Linked DNA regions of Sus scrofa: all the other regions are linked to region 3. Evidence: chromatin contacts called from public Hi-C and HiChIP or PLAC-seq data. All regions are on one chromosome and are shown on one strand. The core of a region is the stretch at or near the end of the contact, and the rest is flanking DNA. Distances in the headings are between cores, read along the strand shown. Region 1 has its middle 300 kb from the start of NDFIP2. Region 2 overlaps LOC110255835 (a long non-coding RNA gene). Region 3 holds the start of SPRY2 (protein sprouty homolog 2). Region 4 has its middle 250 kb from the start of NDFIP2.

Region 1 (3,120 bases), core at 404-2,903, 370 kb after region 3:
TTCCACTTTGCTTCACCTGGAAATTTGAGAACAACTTCTCTTTTCATATCACAATGCAAATCACTAGGGAAAATGTTGTCCAGCTCAGGGTCAGGTTTACGAACCGGAAGCTGGTTATCCACATGAAGTTGACTATCCATGAAACAAACACCACCCTTTCGGCCCATCCCTGTCCAGGAGCTAGAACTCTGGGATGCGTGGTAACATCCCCGTTTCTTCAGGTCATGTACAGAGAGAACATTCACATTATGACGATGATAACAGCTAACACGTACTGAGTCTTTTGGCACTGGGTATTTTTCTAAGAGGTTTGCATGTATTCGCTCACTTAGTCTTTATAATAACTCTATGAAATTGGCCATGGCTTTATTCCCATTTTTCACATAGAGAAACTAGGTCGCAGAGCAGTCAAGGTGCTCGCTCAGACAGCTGTGGCATAGGGATTTCCACTTAGCTCCCAAAGACTGAGCTTGTACTCCTGATCTCACACTGAGATTTTTGTCAAATGACAAGCAAAAATACAGACTGTTGATGACTTTCCTGATGAACCCACGTAAGGCTTTCCAGAATAAAAAATGCAGGTGGTTTCACATGGATTCTTTGTGAACCTTAGTGAAAGCAAATGCGGCTTTTAGCGATCACAACTGCTTTGGAAATCATCACAACCACATCCTCAGGATCCAGAGCTGTCACTTTGTCAGGAGCAGGAGTCAAGGTCACAGCTCCCTAGCCTCAGCATTTACATGTGTTCCATCTTTATAGTTCCACATGACATGCTTACCGACAGTCCAGCTACCCTGGCAGCTTACTGACAGGGGTTCAGAGACCATGTTTCCTTGGCTACCCTCAGCACTAATAGAACAAGGTAAATATTTAGCCTATCACTCTTTTAATTAGCTCAACTTTCTTGAGCCTCTGTTCTCTTTTAACCTTAATACCTGTGATTCTCAGCCTTAGAACATCTCCCAGATTTAAAAGAAAAAAAAAAAAATTACGAGTTCCTCTTGTGGCTCAGCGGGTTAAGGACCCAGCATTGTCTCTATGAGGGTGCAGGTTGCATCCCTGGCCTCACTCAGTGGATTAAAGGTCCAGCATTGCTGCAAGCTGCTGCAAGGATCACAGATGCAGCTGGGGTCAGGTGTTGCTGTGACTGTGGCATCGGCCTCGCCTGCAGCTCCAATCAACCTCTCACCCAGGAATGTCCATGTGCCACAGGTGTGGCCATAAAAAGAAAAAAAAATAAAAAAAAAAAATGGAGCTGAGTGTTTCTTGCCTCTTGCTTTCATCTGTAATCCTTTAGCATCTTTTCCCCATAGTGGGCCTTTCTCCATTGTCCTGGGGGCTACAGTGAACAATGTGCGTGTAGTAGGACTCCACCCTCCCACTCAAAATGCGACTGAAGGGAAGAGTTTATCGAGGCATGTGGCATGCTAGGACGTTTCAGAGAACAGAATGACGTTCTACCCAAATATCTTCCCCAAGCAGGAGAAAACAATACCGTGGGTAGTTCAGCTGCACTGACACAGTTCTCAGCAGACAGGCTGACCAGAAGGGGGTGGCCAAGCAATCAGAACACACAGACAGTGATACAGAGCCTGAGGGAGTCGGGGAAGTTGACGGCTCACAGTCCCTGGCAGAGGAGAGAATGAGAACTAAAGACATGAAATATGAGTAGATAAGGACCAAAGAAAAGAGAAGAAAGCGGGAGAAAGTGATCCCTATGGGTGGGGGTAATTAGCATGGGTCACGGGTATCTCTTAATGGTCAGCTCACTTACCCTTCCAGCTTCGACTCCCAACATTTTCCTCCCGTGACCCCGGTGTACACCTGTATCCAAATGTTGCCCCCAGCTGAGCATCCCGGGCAGCACATCAGGACAGCATGACCCTTTGTCTTTGTTCACAGTTAAGGAAGATTAAGCAAGAAGAGTGTTTGGTGCTGTGCCTAGAATACAGTAGTTATTATCATTAGTTATTTTCTCTATGCGTCAGTAATACCCAACAAGGAAAAACCCACTTTTGCTTTAAATACAGAATAGATTTACAGAGAATGGCTGGAATGGGAGAATCCGAGATTGACCTTGAAATGACCTTGAGCCATGATCCGAAGCTGACTCAGACAGCCTAGCTAAACATTGTCATCATGTTTAGTATGTATATTCCAAAAAGATGCCTCTATGAGCCACTGACGACAAACAAGTTCTTTTTCAAAACCACACATTTGATCCAGGATGTAGTTAGCACTCACTGTAGATGCAAGGACGCCTCCTTTGCCATACACCCCACCCCACTCCCGAATACATTTCCAGAGAAGATTCATTAAAACGTTCTGGGTTTGGTTGTTTTTGTTTTTTTTTTTAAAGCAAACATTTTTGAAAAAGAACTGGCGTGTGGGGAATCTAGCAACACGAGTTGTGCGTTGGACTTGACCTCTTGAATAAGGGTCCAAGAAAGAACGTGTAGCTCATGGTTTAGAGAAAAGCATTGAGCAGCGTGTTGTTCACATACTGCTACTCAAACATCAAAAGTCGTTTTTGTCCCTAGATGTTTCAGGACAAATTGAGTCCAAAAGAAATAAAGAGGGGGAATGTTTTTCCTGGCTCCCTCTCTCGTGGCTCTCAGCATCCTGGCTTGGTGGGGACAGAGTCACGTGACTGTCTTTTTGAGCTGGAGAACATGGGAATAGCCCTTTCTCAGACTGTGCTTGCAATCTGTAAATTCCAGCCAAGCCAGATTTCATTCTCCCTCTCCAAAACTGTTGCCAGGCATTAACACCGAAAGAATTACACAGCATAGACTTTTTAAAGAAATCACTGACAACTCTCTTTCATTAGCCCAACAAATTCAACTCCCAGAAATATTTTGTGTGAAACATATATAAAGACCCTCAGTTGTTTTGCATGATGTTTACGGGTCAAATTTCTTTATGCACCAAGGTAGAACATGATGAATGAAACACAACTTTTCACAATACGCCACGTTTTTTCTCATGCTTCCTCTGTGAAGGATGGTGAATGCTAAAGACCAGGGATGGGGGACCAGCAGCCAAAACAGAATTCAGGGCCATTCTCACTGACAACACGGGGGAGTTACTGAGGGAACAGCAAGATGAAGCTTTCAG
Region 2 (3,139 bases), core at 81-2,580, 440 kb before region 3:
CATAGGAACTTCACTCCCAAACTGACTGACTCATTTAAATATAATTCACAAAACTTTATTGAATAGTATTTTTTGAAGCAATAGCAATTATGTATCCAGTTAGCCTCCATTCATTTCTGAACTCAAGTAGAATAATTCATGCTATAAATGACAAAGAGAGGCACGTATAATTTACAACATAGCGCAGTAAGTCACTCACTCTGAAATGAAAGGTATGGTAGTTTCTAGCAAACTTTTTTTCTTTTTTGCTAGAAACATTTTTAGCACATATCTAATCAATTTGAATTTCCTACTCATAGCACTTTGCTAGCATTCATTAAAACAGTGAACCTCATTTGGGCTCTATAGTTTATTTTCTAGGTATGCTGTGGTCTCTGTTTTAGAAAAGAATTGTAATTTTCATTCTTAATCGTGAATGTATAATTGACTACAGGAGGCTGTTGCCAGTCCAGAGAACTCTATAAGCTATAACAGAGACAGGGCCAACTTACTAACCCCTGTGAGCACTTACAATTGTTGGCAAGATCTAATCTGTACAATCATATATTCATTTGCCGAACTATATTTTTGATGCGCTTAGACTCATCTGAAAAACAGGTTGGTTGTTTTTTGCTAATGATGTTCTTTATAGCTTCTACCCAAATGGAATAATGATCATAAAACAAAAGCAAAAATCAATCTGCCTTTATCCAATCATTGCTTGGAAATAATATTCCTAGAACACAATAGATGTTTACTTATTCCTCAAATAAATGGGGTAAAGTAGATTTTCCTATAATCAATGTCCTTAGGGTTATAACAGGAATTCAGAGCAGTGATACTCTAATGAAGTCTTTCTGGCATCCCCATTATCTAAATCCTCTTGGATGGAACCAGAAATAATGATTTTAGAACTTTAATAAAAGGATAGATTGTATAAAAACAGCCAATCCTACCGTAGATTTAAGGGCCACTCATATTATTTATTTGAATTTTCACAATAAAACCCCACTAGATAGGAAACAAGAAAGGTATGGAAACGAAGGCTTGTAAGACAAAGTAATTTCTCAAGGTTATGCTACCAGTGAGTCATATAACCGGTGAGTCACATAACTCATTCCTGAGTACTATTAAGCCTTGACCACGTATGTCATTGACTGAAGAACAAGTCTCCTCTCCCTTCTTGTGGTAAACATGTATGTATCGGTCCCTAAAAATATTTAAAATATCCACTACTTTTAAAAAGTATATTCCACATCCAAAATACCGGTTGAAAAATACAGCATCTCAAATGGCATTTTGTCTTCATCCCAGACTGTTGCTTATGACAGTGATAGAAATTCAGCACTGAGGCTCAAGACAAGATGCACCAGCCAATTAAGACGATGATGTTACTCAGGTTATTACGATAGAGAGACTTCTTTTCATGCATAAAGAGTGTCTCACAAAAGGAGGTTGAAAACCTGGGGATTTATAACACGAGACAATCACGAGTGAGGAGTCAGAGCTGGCTTTTTCTTGCTGCCTCACACAAGTGACCCCTCCTATCTCTGGTTCTTTGCATTATCATCACTGGTTTCATCTCAGGTCATTGTGACAGCAGCCGTATTGGATGTTTTCATACAAACTCTTTCTCCATGTTGACGCTGCTGGCACGCATTGCCATTGACCCTTCCCCTCAACCGTAGCCTTTCTTCTGCACTGGTTTTGTGGCCTCAAACTGAAAAGACTCCCTGTGTATTTCCAAGTAGAGAGCCTTATTCTGCTTAGTTCTATGAAAAATCTCTTTCTTTCTTCTGTTGTTCTCTATAATGTAATGGGAATGGCCTGAAAATTAAGTCTATACAAATGACTTAAGTACTTTCTATTTTACTCATGATTAGTGGAAATCTTAGTTAGACCTAATTTCTAAGGCAAATGCATATGCACAAAACAGCCACATACATATGTGTGTGTGTGTGTGTGTGTATAAATATATGTATTGGTGACAATCCTAAAACCTCTCTCAGGGATCAGAACACACACACACAAAGAAATAAATGGGTAGTATAGTTACATGGTGGATAAATAGGGCCCGCAAACAAATCATAGCATTGTAAGTATAATTTTAAGAATAAGTCACCCAATACCATATGATACTGATTTATTTTTCAATCTGGAGACTTTCTCTCATTCTGATCTAATCGTATTTGCTATTTCAGTTGCTCATGTCCCAGTAAGCATCTCTGTTCATTGTGTTGGGTAAACACAACAGATCAAGCCTGTCCTGTATCTAAATCCAGACAGATACCTACTTCACATAAATCTCTTCTCTAGAAACACAGAAGAGGGAGGTTCTTTAAAATGTCTTATTAGTCATTAATATGCAAAGTGAAATGTACTTTTTTAGCAAAGTGAAATGTACTTTTAATACCTATAATGTGATATTAAATTTTAAAAAAATACTAAACAAAGTGAGACTCTAGGAGTACTGCTCCTTGGCAAAAATAAACCTCATTTTAATCTGAAAACACAGCAATGTCAGGTGCAACGGCCCATTCTGAAACTAATTTATCCTCTTTTCCAGCTATTAAAACATCCCCCCAACTTCTCCTCCTGAAAATAATACATGACAAAGTTTCTTTCTTATCTAATTGTAAATGGAAAGTCCATTCATCACCCAGGTGTGAGAAGGCTTGGCCCTAAAGTGACAGATCTTAAAGCATCTAGGAGTTTGCACTGCGGGTCTCTTTCCTGTCATTGCCCCCTAGGGATCTTGCTCAACACCAGGTGGAAGAAGCGTCAGCTGTTGCACAGAGCCTGGGGAATCGCTGCTCTTCCTTTCCATGCAAATATTTTTTACTGATCCCACTTTTATGAAGAATACCAGATGCTGGTAGCTATGACCTTGGAAAAAGTTGCATTGCTGGTTAAAATAAATATATTCATATATACACACATACACATACATACACTAAAGGACAGACAACTTAGAGGATAGAAAAAGAGAAAGCAAGAAATAGAGAGAAAGAAGAAAAAAGAGATTATGAAAAATAGAGAGATGGAAGAAGAAAAATGGGAAAGCAGGGACATTTTGCAAAAGGCTGTCATACTGCTCTACCATTTTCTCCTCAGAATTACAACTGCCTATGTTTTCCAACCTTTTATAACATGGTAACTT
Region 3 (2,802 bases), core at 145-2,644:
TAGTAAATGAACGGCAGTAGTAGGAGTGGGTCGAGGAGGGGGGGTGTTAACTCCCCACTGGTGCTCCCACGTGCAACCTTTCTTAGTAAATGAACGGCAGTCGGCACAGTGCTGATGTATGCATTTTCTCTCTTTGTATTATAATCTATTTTTTAAGTAGGAAAGTACAGACCACCTTCAAAAAGGACAATAGGATCTTCTTCGAGAAATGATCTACGTGACAAGGAGAGTTGGCAATGAAGGATGACTCTTCTTGGTTAAGTGGAGGAGGAAAGATGCAGTAAAACAGCGGGCCCCCCTCCCATTTCAGAAGCCAGCGATGTCGCCCTTAGTAATCGCGTCTGTGTGTATGACTGAATAAACTAATTGTAAAGAGGCCTAGATTGTAGCATTTCCTTCGGCTATAGCGTCAAACAAAACAGTAAGGAAGAGCTTCAAAAAAGCCTCCATCCGTAGCTCGCTCCCTCTTCAAAAATAAAGTCTAATGTTAAACGAAAAACTACAAATCGACGTAATCAAAAGCAAATCCCGGCAAGAGCAGAAGGTACTTGAAACACGAATCTGCATTCCGTTCCTCCCGTACGCGGCTCTGAGGTGGGGGAGGCGGTTTGTGCTGGTGCCTGGTGTATAATCGGGTTAATCCAGTAGACAAAGAATAAACCAATAGCCCTCCCACCTCACTTCCCTCTCCCCTTCCCCTCCCCCTTCTTCTCTCCCCGTCGCCCCCTCGAGGGGGAACAGAAAAGGGGAGAGGTGGGCTTGCAATGGATTCCGCATAAAGTCGCAAAACCTGCAACTTGCTGTTTTTAATGCTAACGCTGCCTGGCCCGGATTCGTTTTTAAGGTTCATTCCCTTTTCCTAGTGGCGGGGAGAAAGTTCCCCAAATCAGCGGGAGCCACGGCTCGTCCTCGTGGCCTCTGGGGAAACCTTAAGGTCAGTGTTTCCTTGAAACTAGATAAACTGACCCCGCCGTGCCCAGCCCGGCCCCGCGGGCACCCCGCGTGACGGCGCCGGGGCGGTAGGACCGGCCTGGGGACGCGCGGGGCGGCGTGGTTGCCCTTTTGAATGCCTCCAGCGGCTCGGAGCGCTGGCGGGCGCTGGAGTGTGAGTGAATGTAGCCCCGCGGAGCCAATGAGCTGGGACCGGATGCGATATATCCTCTGGGACAACAACTGCTCTGTTCCGCCTCGGATCCACATGACGCCATTTACTGCTGCCGCGGCCGCCGCAGAGCTCCCTGCCTCCTCCGGAAAGGCTAGGGCGCAGGCCAACAACGAGCCCCCCCGGTCAGGCCCCAGACCCTCCGCCTCCTCCTCCTCCTCCTTCTCCTCCGCCTCCTTCGCACCCACCACCCCGCCTCGGCCTCGCCGCCGCGCCTCCACAACGCCCAGTCTGCACTGCCGAGAGCTGCGCGCCGCAGCGCGAGCGGAGGAGAGGGGCCGGCGGAGCGCGCAGCGCCCAGGCCCCCGCGCCCGCCCGGCCCGGCCCGCCGCCCCGCGTCCCCGCGCCGCCTCCGCTCCGACGCGGACGCGGCTGCAGGACTTGACCATCTGGCTTTAGGTTCTCTGTAAGGCCTCTTTTCTCATTCGTTCATCTGCCAGGAAAAGACAAGCCGTTGGCGCTTCGGCCTCCAGTTCATTGAGAAAAAAAGAGGAAATACTCCGCGTGCGCTTCCAGAAGGGGGGTCGCCTCCAGCCCCGAACCCCGCAGTGTTCATCGGCTGGGGACTTGGCTCCGGATTTCCTCTCCTTTTCTTGTCCCGCCGGTTGCTCGGAAGTTGGACGGAAGCAGAGTTTGGAAGGAAAGGGGAAAAAGTTTGCATCGGGGCTGGATTTATTTGCACATCGCAGGAAGAAGAGAATCCAACGGAGAGGGGTTGGTGCAAAGCCGAGATCACGGTGAGGCGCGTTTGGCTGGCTCTTCCCCTCCTGGCGCCGTGGCCGGCGCATTGTGGGCAACATGGAGTAGGTGCAGCCGGACCAGGAGTGGGGTCTGTCTCTCCTCCGGCCTCCCTTTTTCTAACTCCACAGGTTCCCCGCAGGGATCCCCGGAGCTGCCCGCTGATCTGGCTCGCCTGGGGCTCGGCCTGCCCCGGCGGGGGCTGCAGTGCGCGGCTGGCACGGGGTCCCTGGACCCACCGCCCTAAGCGCCCGCGCCCTGGGGGGGTTGGGGTGGCCGACTGCTCGCCGGGAGTCGGCTCCGGGCGGTGCACTGGCCGCGAATTGGGCGCTGAGAGCGGGAGGGAGAGGGAAAGCACTTTGTGTTTTCCAGGTCGCTGTTGCAGGCGCCCGCATTTCTAACCTGTTCCTCTTCGGGGAAAGCGAGTCCTGGGAGAGGCTGTCTCAGGGCAGGGACGCCGGCGGGACCGAGGGCTCGCCTCACGGGGGCAGCGAGACCCCGCGGGTGAAAAAGGGACAGGGTGCCGGGTTGGGAGGGGGTTCTCTGCGCGGTGTGGACAGAGGCGAGCAGAGGGCGGGTGGGAGCGTCGCCCAGCGTGGCGCCGCGTCTCTGCGGTTCGGAAGTGCAGCTCTCTCTTTTTTCCGTTCGCCGTGGTCTGCCTGGGTCACGCTTTTTTTATTTTTGGAAGATTGGGCTGACCCAGCAGAGGAAGAAAGTCCTAAAACAGTCGCGAGCGTTTTCCATTCCCTGAAAAGAGGTATTAAAAGAGGCTAGCTATTTTTTTTCCCCTTTCCTTTGATGAGTTGATCAACTTTGTTGTTGCTGCTATTTTTTAATTTGGAATCTTGTGCGTTTTTACAAAGCGGTCACTGTGTCGGCTCGCCCCACCCTTGTGCTGAAGT
Region 4 (2,993 bases), core at 11-2,510, 410 kb after region 3:
GGAGAAGGTAGAACTGGAAAATTCAGTGTATTCAAGAGACATTTTCTGACAAGAAAGGAGTTAATTGGCAACAATTTTAAAATAAGTTTACATGCATTTTATCTAATTAACCATTTTAGAGTAACAACCTGAATCATTCAGCGTAGTTTTATGATGAGTGATAGACAAATGTAAATAAATCTAAATTATTGAAAAGAAAAAAGTATTAGTACAGGTAGTATAATAATTATGAGTCTAATGTACAGAGGATGACAGCAAAAAAATTCAGTATTCTTTGAGTGGCAGTCAACTAACCTCACTTGTAACATTAGCATCTTTTTTCATTTAGTTTCTTTCTTTAACATGAAGTGACTTCATTTTCTTTATGAATGAAAAACTGATTTTGAACCACTGCTTACCTATCCTCAAAAAATACACTTATAAGCTTGAACACAGACACTCAAGATTTGGAGACATCCAACCACTGCCTGAGACACTCTAATTGACATCTGTACTTTGAGCTCCTCTGATAAATACAGTGATAACATTTCGCAGTCAATGTAGGGGCATGGTCCTCTATAGCCTACATTTCAATGAATGGCAAATAAATTTGATTAAAATAGACATTTAAAATTACTGTAATCAATAAGAACATATGTGGAATATCCCACTTCATTTTATGAGCTGTCTTTACACAACTGAAATGACTGTTTTGTTCTTAAATATTCTACATGAAACCATCACAGTTTGATTCCTAAACCAAAGACGCTCAGAATAATCTTACATATTTATGGGACAGTTTTACAGGTTGACTTGTTTCTGAAAAATAATACGGTAGCATGAAAAGCGGACACGGATTCAGGCAGGCACATTTTTATTGTACATACGACTTCTTCCAGTGAGTGTGTATATCAAGTTTAAGGCCTCTGGTGAATGTTCTCATGTGTATAAATAGGAAGGCACATTATTGAAGAGAATAAGGTTTTTCAAACCTAAGGATTCAAGAGCCTTCAAGTCCAAAAATCATTCTGGGTTGTCAACAAGTCTAGAGTCTGATCCATGTCGGTAGCGAACCTTATATCCCATAAAGAGAGTAAATAGACGTGTGAATTCAGACCCACAGGCACGCACCGATACCCCAGCCCGATGTGGAGATAGGCAATCCTTTATGTCTGTTCTGACTTTGGCTTTTGCAGCTGCTGTTTTCTCAGTGTTGTCTCCGGGGCAGTTTCCTGTTGCCATAGCTGATGGCCTGCCCACGCCTGCCTGGGCCTTTCAAGTGTCAACACTCCCAGGCCTGCTGCAGTGGTCAAATGCTTGTTAATGAGATATAGCAGCTGGGTAGGGGAGAACCACTGAGACGGATAAAGGAATGCCTCTGGTGCAGGAAGCGATGCCTTTTGAATCTTTTCAGCGGGGTGAAAGCTTTCAAATCAAAGAGGGTATGTTGTATTCATTAATAAACCCGAGTTCCCATGCAGTCACATTAAAGCCAGCAGTTTAACTTTGCATCAGACAGGTGAATGCCCCACCCCCCACCCCCGGATTTTACCCTGAAAGACAATGAACAAGAAAACAAGGCTTTGGCTTGGAACAAAGCAGCACTTCCTCATCTGTGGGGCTGACCAGACTGTTAGACAAGCAGGGGTTGCTGCATTCTTTTTCAACTTATCCTTTTGTCCGTGTGTGTGTGTGTGTGTGTGTGTGTGTGTGTGTGTGTCACACACACGCGTGCATGTTTCAAAGCTCAGAGCAACCACTCCTGCTCCCTTCTCCGCAGTCCTTCAGCAAGAGCATTTCTTTTCTTTTCTTTTCTTTTTTTTCTCTTTCTTTTAAAACCTGACTTTCAAAAGCAGAATTAACAGCTACGTGTGAGGGAAAAGATACCCAGGCATGGATGTGGGTCGTATCACCTTTATCTCAGGAGGAAACTATCTGCCCACCCCCAGCCTCCAACCCCCATCCCAACCCGTCTATGAGATGGTTTCTCAAGGGGGCCATGGAAGTTGGCAGCATCCTAAGACAGCTTCAACAGCTGGGAGAAGCCAGAAGGGAAAGAAAAAGATACTTGAAAGCATCTAACTGGGAAAGGTCTAAAGATAGTGTTGAAGAAAATATTATTATTCTTTTAAGGGCATTGACTCAAAAATCAGACTCATAAGGAAAGCAAATAGTCCATGCTAAATAGATCAAAGATGGATCCTCTGCTTTAGGGTTGTTTGAGACCGTTCAGAATGAATGACACCAGTTTTGAAATGGGAATGTGTAACTTGAACCAGCAGAGATAGAGAAATATTCTTGCATCTCCCTTTTTTTTCAACAGTCTTATAAATCAGCTAACAATTCACCAGAGCTATCTGAACACCACAATGCAAAGGCTGTACCTATGTATTATCCTGATGGCATTTGTAACTGCAAAGAAGACTAGCTCTCCCAGGAAACAAACAGAGGGGGAGAGATGCATTCTTCAAAGTACTACAGTTTTTTAAATAGCCACAAATTGATTTTAGGCTTCAATTTTTATAAGGAGGTCTTTAGCCCATATGAGAAGAGAAACAGTAATCCCCTTTATTGGATGCAGGTACCAAGCTAGATAGACACTTTTTTTAAAGGTATGTATTAAAATGTAAATAGATAGGTAGATAGATAATACTGTGAGTAATTCTATGAAACCTTTTTTTACTCATTAGGACCTTAAGTTGTGGAGAGTTTATATCAACTACCCAAGGCCATAATTGATAGATAAATTTTAAAAGAACACTCTTTACTGAGCTTGCACTTGTTATTGTGCCAAATTGCCTCCCTGGTTGGGCTGGTTTTGGCTGCATTGCTCTGACCTATCAGGTACTGTCTGATAAAAAGAAAAAAAAAAAAAAAGAAGAAACTGACCAATCCAGAATATCCAGTGCTGTATCTGCATGCATCTGTGAGTGTGTGTTGCGTATACATGTGTATATTTGTGGTAGGGTATGGGGGTACATTATTAATAAATAACCCAGATCCTAAAGAAAAAT

The links. A called contact is a pair of places that touch in the nucleus more often than the background predicts. HiChIP or PLAC-seq counts read pairs in DNA pulled down with a chosen protein or histone mark.
Region 1: a Hi-C map of embryonic fibroblasts shows a contact between it and region 3, with 3 times the contacts expected there. The contact joins the enhancer-like site here to the promoter of SPRY2 in region 3. A contact is called at or near these places in 2 of 5 promoter capture datasets (fetal skeletal muscle and liver), 4 of 47 Hi-C or Micro-C datasets (embryonic fibroblasts, heart right ventricle and liver) and 1 of 2 datasets of contacts at active chromatin or transcription factors (skeletal muscle).
Region 2: a Hi-C map of embryonic fibroblasts shows a contact between it and region 3, with 4 times the contacts expected there. The contact joins the enhancer-like site here to the promoter of SPRY2 in region 3. A contact is called at or near these places in 6 of 47 Hi-C or Micro-C datasets (brain, embryonic fibroblasts, fetal heart ventricle and 2 more) and 1 of 2 datasets of contacts at active chromatin or transcription factors (skeletal muscle).
Region 4: a contact with region 3 is called in an H3K27ac HiChIP or PLAC-seq map of skeletal muscle, with 9 times the contacts expected there. The contact joins the enhancer-like site here to the promoter of SPRY2 in region 3. A contact is called at or near these places in 3 of 5 promoter capture datasets (fetal liver, fetal skeletal muscle and liver), 14 of 47 Hi-C or Micro-C datasets (embryonic fibroblasts, epiblast stem cells, fetal heart ventricle and 8 more) and 2 of 2 datasets of contacts at active chromatin or transcription factors (alveolar macrophages and skeletal muscle).

The regions. Positions count from the first base shown.
Region 1 is chr11:51,788,199-51,791,318 of Sscrofa11.1, reverse strand. No RefSeq gene overlaps it. Among named protein-coding and RNA genes, the nearest start is that of NDFIP2, 300 kb to the right of the region's middle. Within about 2 kb of position 1,653, at least 11 of the 83 cell types and tissues checked have an H3K27ac peak or open chromatin away from gene starts, as enhancers often do.
Region 2 is chr11:52,599,737-52,602,875 of Sscrofa11.1, reverse strand. All of the region lies in intron 2 of LOC110255835 (a long non-coding RNA gene), which reads left to right. Among named protein-coding and RNA genes, the nearest start is that of SPRY2, 440 kb to the right of the region's middle. Within about 2 kb of position 1,330, at least 4 of the 83 cell types and tissues checked have an H3K27ac peak or open chromatin away from gene starts, as enhancers often do. A contact at or near this core is called in embryonic fibroblasts, where this site is marked.
Region 3 is chr11:52,157,358-52,160,159 of Sscrofa11.1, reverse strand. It overlaps SPRY2 (protein sprouty homolog 2), which reads left to right and starts at 1,394. Exons shown (of 2, transcript XM_001927097.5): 1 at 1,394-1,899.
Region 4 is chr11:51,745,663-51,748,655 of Sscrofa11.1, reverse strand. No RefSeq gene overlaps it. Among named protein-coding and RNA genes, the nearest start is that of NDFIP2, 250 kb to the right of the region's middle. Within about 2 kb of position 1,260, at least 27 of the 83 cell types and tissues checked have an H3K27ac peak or open chromatin away from gene starts, as enhancers often do. A contact at or near this core is called in epiblast stem cells, fetal skeletal muscle and skeletal muscle, where this site is marked.